2 separate regions of the Mus musculus genome follow, and region 2 is linked to region 1. Evidence: chromatin contacts called from public promoter capture Hi-C data. All regions are on one chromosome and are shown on one strand. The core of a region is the stretch at or near the end of the contact, and the rest is flanking DNA. Distances in the headings are between cores, read along the strand shown. Region 1 overlaps Arntl (aryl hydrocarbon receptor nuclear translocator-like). Region 2 holds the start of Far1 (fatty acyl CoA reductase 1).

The links. Promoter capture Hi-C pulls out the DNA fragments that hold promoters and counts their contacts.
Region 2: a promoter capture Hi-C map of pre-B cells shows a contact between it and region 1, with 2.2 times the contacts expected there. The contact joins the promoter of Far1 here to the enhancer-like site in region 1. A contact is called at or near these places in 2 of 39 promoter capture datasets (the HPC-7 cell line and pre-B cells) and 1 of 9 other capture datasets (liver).

The regions. Positions count from the first base shown.
Region 1 is chr7:113,290,014-113,293,692 of GRCm38.p6, reverse strand. Arntl (aryl hydrocarbon receptor nuclear translocator-like) reads right to left here. Exons shown (of 20, transcript NM_007489.4): 10 at 2,140-2,232; 11 at 398-515. Among named protein-coding and RNA genes, the nearest start is that of Gm33721, 30 kb to the right of the region's middle. Within about 2 kb of position 1,677, at least 8 of the 459 cell types and tissues checked have an H3K27ac peak or open chromatin away from gene starts, as enhancers often do. A contact at or near this core is called in pre-B cells, where this site is marked.
Region 2 is chr7:113,511,892-113,515,570 of GRCm38.p6, reverse strand. It overlaps Far1 (fatty acyl CoA reductase 1), which reads right to left and starts at 1,737. Exons shown (of 13, transcript NM_027379.4): 1 at 1,634-1,737.

The DNA of each region.
Region 1 (3,679 bases), core at 428-2,927:
TGGGCGGAGAGAGAAAGATTTGTTCTGGAGAACAGGACAATATGAGTCTTTTCAACTTAAGAACATGCTATTAGAAAGTTATAGATTCCGGGAGGGGGGGGGAAAGTTAACCAGAAATCAGACAGAATCTAGTCAAAGTGGCTCTTCCTTGCACTAAGTTTGGCCATTGAAACCTCTCTTCTTTAGATAGTCCACAATGTTAACAAACCCAAGTGAGCATAAATAAGTCCATTTAGCCACAGCCAGCAGCTGTAATGGAGAAGAAATATGGCAGAGAGGTAAGAACAGAGAGGCTGGGCCCCAGGAACCCGTCTCTGTCCCCGCACAGTGGTGAGGCAGCGTCCGAGCGAGCGGCATGGTGGGTGAGGAGAAGACACACAGCCTCCCCTGCACTCACTCTTGGCATCAATGAGTCGCTCCCGGGGCGCAGTGTCCGAGGAAGATAGCTGTTCCTTAACTTTGGCAATATCTTTTGGATGCAGGTAGTCAAACAAGCTCTGGCCAATAAGGTCATTCTGTGGGGATGACAGATGAATGGACAGTCAGCACGGCTGAGATACACAAGATGCAGGAGTAGCCCCCGTCTGTACAGCCCTGGCCTCTACTCTGCCTTCTGAACCCTGGCCATCTCAAGCATTTATGGAATGCTGCACACACATCCAGACTTTTGCTGGGTAGACACCTGGAAGAAACATTGGTCCAACACCCCTAAATGCCCAGCAGACATTAAAAGAAAAAGCTACAGAGAACGGGCTATTTCCAACTCTGTCCAGAAGATATGCCTTTCACCAGCTCTATAAGACGCAAATTGGTGAGAGGGGCACCAGCACATTTGAAGGGTTTTGTTCTTTCCCTTTTCCTTGTGCCACATCTTAGCATTGGAGATGCTTCTGCTCAATTAGATGAATTAAATTCACTGGGTTTAGTTGGATTCCGAGGTAACAAGGGCCAGGTGGCAGCATTGAATCGCTGGAGACAAGGTGATTCTAGTTATTATAATGGACAGCGTAGACAAAAGAATGTTTATAATAACATACCCAGTAATGTTCAGCACAGGAGAGGTGAAATTTATAATGGCATGACTCGCTTGGACCTTTGGTACTGGCTAACCAATCATGGTGTTTCCAGGAATGAAATACTTCGTTCGTTTCTGAGGGGTACTGTTTGTTTTGACATAGAATTTCCCTGGACATTCTATTGACATAGAATTCCACCTTGCCTGTGTTACTCGGGTCATGACCTTCCTATCTCAGCCACCTGGGTACTAGGGTAAGTGTCCAACTATACAAGTCCTATCTTTGTGTGCCTTCACCACCTGTGTCTGCTAACAGAGATAACAGACTTCCCTTTATGAGTGCCCTCAGAAGAAAAATTAAAAAGCAAAACATCTTGGAAAAGCTAAATTTACATGGATTCTCATTTATAGAAATGGCATTTTGACTAAAAACTTCTGCCTACCAGGCTTCCATGCAATTACCAAGACGTAATTGGGTGAATGAATTAACACATATTCTGAGGACATAATAGGTGAAATGATTATTCTAGAAGCTTTCATATGTTCCTCTTATTTGATCCTACAAGCTATTCAAAACAGAAAAACAAAAACTGTACATGACAGTTAATGGTAACAGAATCTAGAATCCCCCGGGACATTGAGCATCTGGGCGTGCTGGGGCGTGGGGGTAATCTCCATTGTGAAGTGACGTGGGAAGACCCAACCACTGTGCCAGGCATAGTTCCAGGACTGAGATCCTGGCCTGCATAAACAGAAAAAGGGAGGTGGGCCTCTGGGGTAAGTTCCCAAGATTCCTATTCTTGGGTATTGAATTACCTGCCTACCTTTCTCTCCCTTTCAGACAGCTTCACTCCCCATCCTAGTCCACAGATGTGGGATCTTCATTTTGTAGCGAGAAGAAAACTTAAGCTGTTGCTTGGGTCAGAGTCAAACATTCCAGTTGGGGAAAATACGGGATGTGTTAAAATTCTTCCTAAGTTTAAATTCATTTCTGTGTTAAGAAGTTAAGAATTTTTGGAAGAAGGATTTCACATGTGACCCATATACTTTAATTCTTTTGAAAAACTACATGCTATTTCTGACTACCATGAGGCTGCCCACCACTAATGGGAGCTTGACATTACCTGGCTATAATTGAGGATCTTGAAGACAGACTCGGAGACAAAGAGGATCTTCCCTCGGTCACATCCTACGACAAACAAAAATCCATCTGCTGCCTAATCAGGAGAAATGGATAATCAATTTATCACAGGTCAGGACACATGATCTGAAAGCAAAGCAGGGAATTATTTTCTAAGACTCCAGTGTGTGGGGCCGTGCACTGACACCTTCCCTGGTGTCAGAAGAAGACGGTGCTTACAGCCAATACTATGTGAGACCAGCAAGATTCCCTCCCGGGTGACTGTGTGTGCCTGGTCATCTAGTGATCAGAGGGAAATTGCCAAGTCAAGAAAGCTCTGTTTCAGAATGAAAGCTTAAGTTTAATCTGGTTCTATGCCAGGCCAGACAAACTACACACCACTGCTCTAATTCCAGGCCCTCTGTGCTGGTTAACTTCAGCTCTCAACCTGACACAGCCTAGAACCACCCAGGAAAAGAGTCTTACAGAGGAATTACCTAGATCAGATTGACCTGTAGGCATTTCTGTGGTGGACTATCTTGATATTTAATTGATGCAGTAGGACTCAGTCCACTGTGAGCAGCACCATTCCCTAGGTGTGTGTGTGGCGGGGGGGGGGGGGCGGGGGCGTATCCTTTGATAGTGTAAGAGTGGAGAAAAGCTGAGAGTGAACAAACAGGCAAGGGCTCATGTGTTTATTCTCATTGTTCCTGACTACCACTTGCAAGGATCCACTCTCTCATTGCTCTTGACCACAGATGTGGTGCTTTACGGGCCTGCCTTGACTTCCCTGTAATAATGGACTGGGGAGTTGCAAGTGTGAGCCATATAAGCCCTTTCTCACACTATGTTGCTGTTTGCCAGGGTATTTTAACACAGGGACAGAAATGAAACTTGAACCACCACCATGGAGAACATAGAATCTAAGCCTGCAAGGACCATTTAAGATTCCATCATTATCTCTGCTGCCACCTATCCTGAATGAGAACACCCTCGTTTATAGGGAGCACTTCAGACCTTCACGCTTCAACATCTCAAGTTGGGTCATTTTGGCTTTTTCACTTTTGCTGATGGCCTGGTCACTTGTGGGTGGATCACTTGTGTTCCTTAAGCAGCCCCCACCCCCACCCTGCCTGACACACAAACACGGTTTAAATGCATGCAGGTTCAGGAAAGACTGCCCTAAACCATTTAGCTCTTCATCCAAGCTAAGCTATCTGTGTTGTAAGGCAAACAAAGCAACAGTGGTGATGAGATGCTTGCATGGCAGGCATGAGGCCCTGGGTTCAAGTCCCACTTCCGCAAAACAAAACAAAACTGCCTCATGAAATTCTTCCGACCCTTTCTTCAGTTTAAGTACATGCAAACTCTAAAGTGCCAACAAAGACCAGGATGGGAACAAGCCATCTGGTGGAGAGATGGGAGCAGGAAGTTGACAGGGACAGAGAGAGGGGTTCTGTTGCTTTGGATGCATGTGTCTGAGTCCTACTGACGACGTTTTTATGGATGACCACCAATCTTGTTGGAGGTTTCAGGTGATGTGG
Region 2 (3,679 bases), core at 488-2,987, 220 kb before region 1:
TCTTGTGTCTAGTAATAACCCACACACCAACTCCTGGTGCAAATGACCCAAAATTCACCTTTTCCAAAAAACTTGCCCTTCTCTTGAACTGTCTCTCTGCTTACAGGTAACTCAGCCCTTTGGGAACTAGATTATACTAAAAGCAAAATGTAATTACAGTAATGTGTTACCCACAAATACCTTCTCTGTCCTAAAGAATGATCCATTAGCTAAAATTCTATGCTGAGCTGGTGAATAAGAAAACATTTATACAACTGCTCTCTTGAATTCTGCCCTCAAACTGTAACTTTTCACCGGCCTTTTGTCCTATCTTTAAGCAGAAATTATCTCTCCCATTTAAATCCACTGAAAATGTGGATTTAATTCTACCTGTACCCTACAAATAAAAGCTTCAAAGAGGAAAGCAGTTGACAGCAACACACATATACTAATGTCTTTCTTAAGTGAAAATATTTTTTGTTTATTTAACTACAAAACTAGTCTCAAAAGTGAAAGCAACTGCCCAACAAGCATAAAACAAATTCCACTACATTAAAAAGATTGCTCATTCAGAACTGCACAACTACATTCACACAGTATCACTTCTGTTTTTGTAAGACACCTTGCACCATCCTCATGTCATATTACCCATCCATTATCCATCCCCAACCAGACTCTTTAAATGTTGCCCTTAGCACTTTTCTTTAAGAATTAAGCAATTTCCCAGTCCAAAAAAAAAAAAAAAAAAAATCAAAGAATACTTAATACCCATTACTTCTAAGAGCTAAGTTTGTGTGAGCTGTGGCTAAACAATCAGATGGATCATCCAGGGGACAGCATAAAGGTGAGCTAATGATCAGCCTCAGTAGGTAGCTACGTTGAGTGTTCCGAGCTGTCATCCTGAGATACTCTCTCTCAACTCTGTACTCCCAACTCACTCCACTGTTCACAAAAGATCCCCACCCTTGAGCAAGCACACAGAAATCCACCTTGACTGTTCCTTGTGTACTTTCCAAGAAACCAAATAACGCCTTCTAGTCAGACAGCCTCCATCCACCCCTCATCTAAAATCCACTCCTCGGACACCTTCCGGTTTCTGTGTGTACCTTCTCACACTCCACATGCCCTGTCCCCATTGGTCCAGAGACCTTAACCTTCAAACCCCAAACCAGTTCTCCATCTCTCAGCTGATTTCTCCGCAACGCCATTGATACCTACTTCCCAGAGGCCGATCCCACTCTGGAGCAGGGGCCTCCTCACTGGACGCCCTCTCCAGAGCATCACCCCTTTCCCATCACTTTCTTCCTCTCAATCCCAGGCCGCCACCCTCCTCCGTTAACTCGGGCCCCCACCGTGGCCGCCTCTGCGCGGCCTCCCCCCGCAGACGGAACCCCTGCCTCCCCGGGTTGCAGGCCAGGGGCCTCTAAGCTCCCTCGCCGCGGCCCTGGCAGTCGGGAGGGCGGCGGCCCGGCCACGCCGCGCAGGGACAGTCCCAGCAGAGGAGGCGCCCCCGCCTCCAGGCGGCCGTGGCGGGGCGGGGGCGGGGCGGTTCGCAGGCCCCACCTCAACGCAGCCCGGCCTAGGACTCCCGCAAAACGGCGGCCAAGTGCGGAGGGGCCGCGGCCGAGCCTGCGACAGAGCCCGTGCCGCTCACCTCGACGCGGAAGCTCGGGCCTCGCTCTCCCTTCAGCGATGGCTACGCCGTGGTCGCGCTCTCCTCACTCGCTTTTCACCGCCCCCGACCGGCTGCTGAAGAGCGGACCGACAGCGGTGCGCCCATTGGCTGAGAGCGCTATGGCGTCACGGGTCCCGACCGCGCCTCGGGGTCTGACTGGTTGGCGTGGCGCCTCTTTTCCACGTCTGCTCCTGATTGGCTCTTGCTCACACTCTTCCCGGGAGAACCGCTCACCCTCCACTCTTCTTCAGCCGCCCACCCCAAACCCCCCAGGCAGGACGGCCAATGGGGGAGCGGAGAGAGGCCGGGAAGTGGGCGGCTGGGCGGTGTGGTCGGGGAAAGCGCAGCCAATGGGCGCGCGCCGCACATCCCCGCTCAGCAGCGCCGCCCCCGGCCGCCCGCTTCCCGGAGGGTCGCGCCCTGGGCCACGCCCGACTACCCTGGCGCGGGAGCCCAGCCCACGCAAAAGGTGCGGGACAAGTGGCAGACGTGAGAGCCCGCCCCGCAGCCATCGCGGCGTGCTTGAGTACTGCCAACGTGCACCCTGGCGCTCCCCAGATGGGGCCGGCTACCCTCGGTCTTAACTGAGTGTGAGGATCCTCCCTGATAACTGCCAGCTTGGTTCCTTCGGAATGTGGAGCCAGCACTGTATGGACCTTCTGAAGGGCCCATCGGGAGGACTGGAGCCCGCGTCCATCCTCCCCGAGAGACTGTCCACCTAGTCCTTCCTCCTTCAAGACAATCCCGTGCAAGATGTAGGGACAGTGAGAGAAGTTTCAGCGTTGGAAGGTGGGGCGTGTGCTGAGAGCTAGGGTGCACGGGAACTTGCTGAGTGTCGCGAGCTAGAAGGTAGATACGCGTAGTTAGTATAACAAGTTTTATTTAGTTATGCTTTGGGTCTTCACACAATATAAACACTCTGAATTCCTAACTACGGTCCTAAGCCTATCTCCCGAGGCTGCTTACCTATGCGATGTATCTTGGCTGAAGGTCAGGTCCAGTCTCAAACAGAAATTTCTGATTCCAGGGGCAGGATCCTAGAAAAGATTCTCCAGCCACAGGGCAGATCAAAGTGGCATCTCTCCAGATGTGCAGAGCAGAGCATTGCTCTTAGTCTCTGCTTATATACTGTTCACTGGGCATCGTGGAGTTAGTTCTAGGACTATCTCTTGTTATCTTTGAGTGAGTGGTGTACGGAGTTATGGTTATCAGGTGCAGCCTTGAGTGTAGTGGGGATCCTGACTACACTATTTTTACATGCCTAAAAAACATTTTTCTAAAAAACTATGCTCATTACAATGTATGAGCTGGGAACCTGTTTTTTCTTGATGTGGTGGTGATTACCCGGGTGTATGAAGAAGATTCGTGGGGCTGTGTGCTTCATGCACGGTGCAATCATTTTGGAAAAAACTATTGCATCCTGGTTATAATCAACACCAGGCTTTAGCTGTCATTCAAAAACTAAAAACCGAGGCTAGAGAGAAGACTCAGTGGCTAAAAGCAGGTACTGCTCTTTCAGAAAATGCGAGTTCAGTCCCCAGTAATCTACAGTTGGCAGTTCACAATCACCTGCTAGTAATGCCTCCCTTCTGGGCTCCATGGGCACCTGCACTCACATCCACATACCACCCACATACAGACACACGCATACACGTAATTTAAAATAATAGAAATAATACTTAAGAACTACAAACTACTACGGGTATAAGGGATTGCCCTTTTTGCAAACTCTGTGCTTTTTTTATTTGACAATCTCATATGTATGTTGGATGCATTCTAACAGATACACCTCCATTAATCATCTCACTCTAAAGCCTCCTGCTACTTCGATGTCTTTTTTTAATCCCCGAGTTTAATTACAGTTGCTTGCATGAATGTGTTTGAAGATGGGGAGTGGGGGGTATTTACCAGAACATAGGCAACGTACTATTGAAACTTAGTTGGGAACTCCAAGCCAGGTTGGGTCACTTGTCCTCAAGGCAACTAAAAGGCATTAATAATGGAGAGCAGAATAAGGAGATTTAT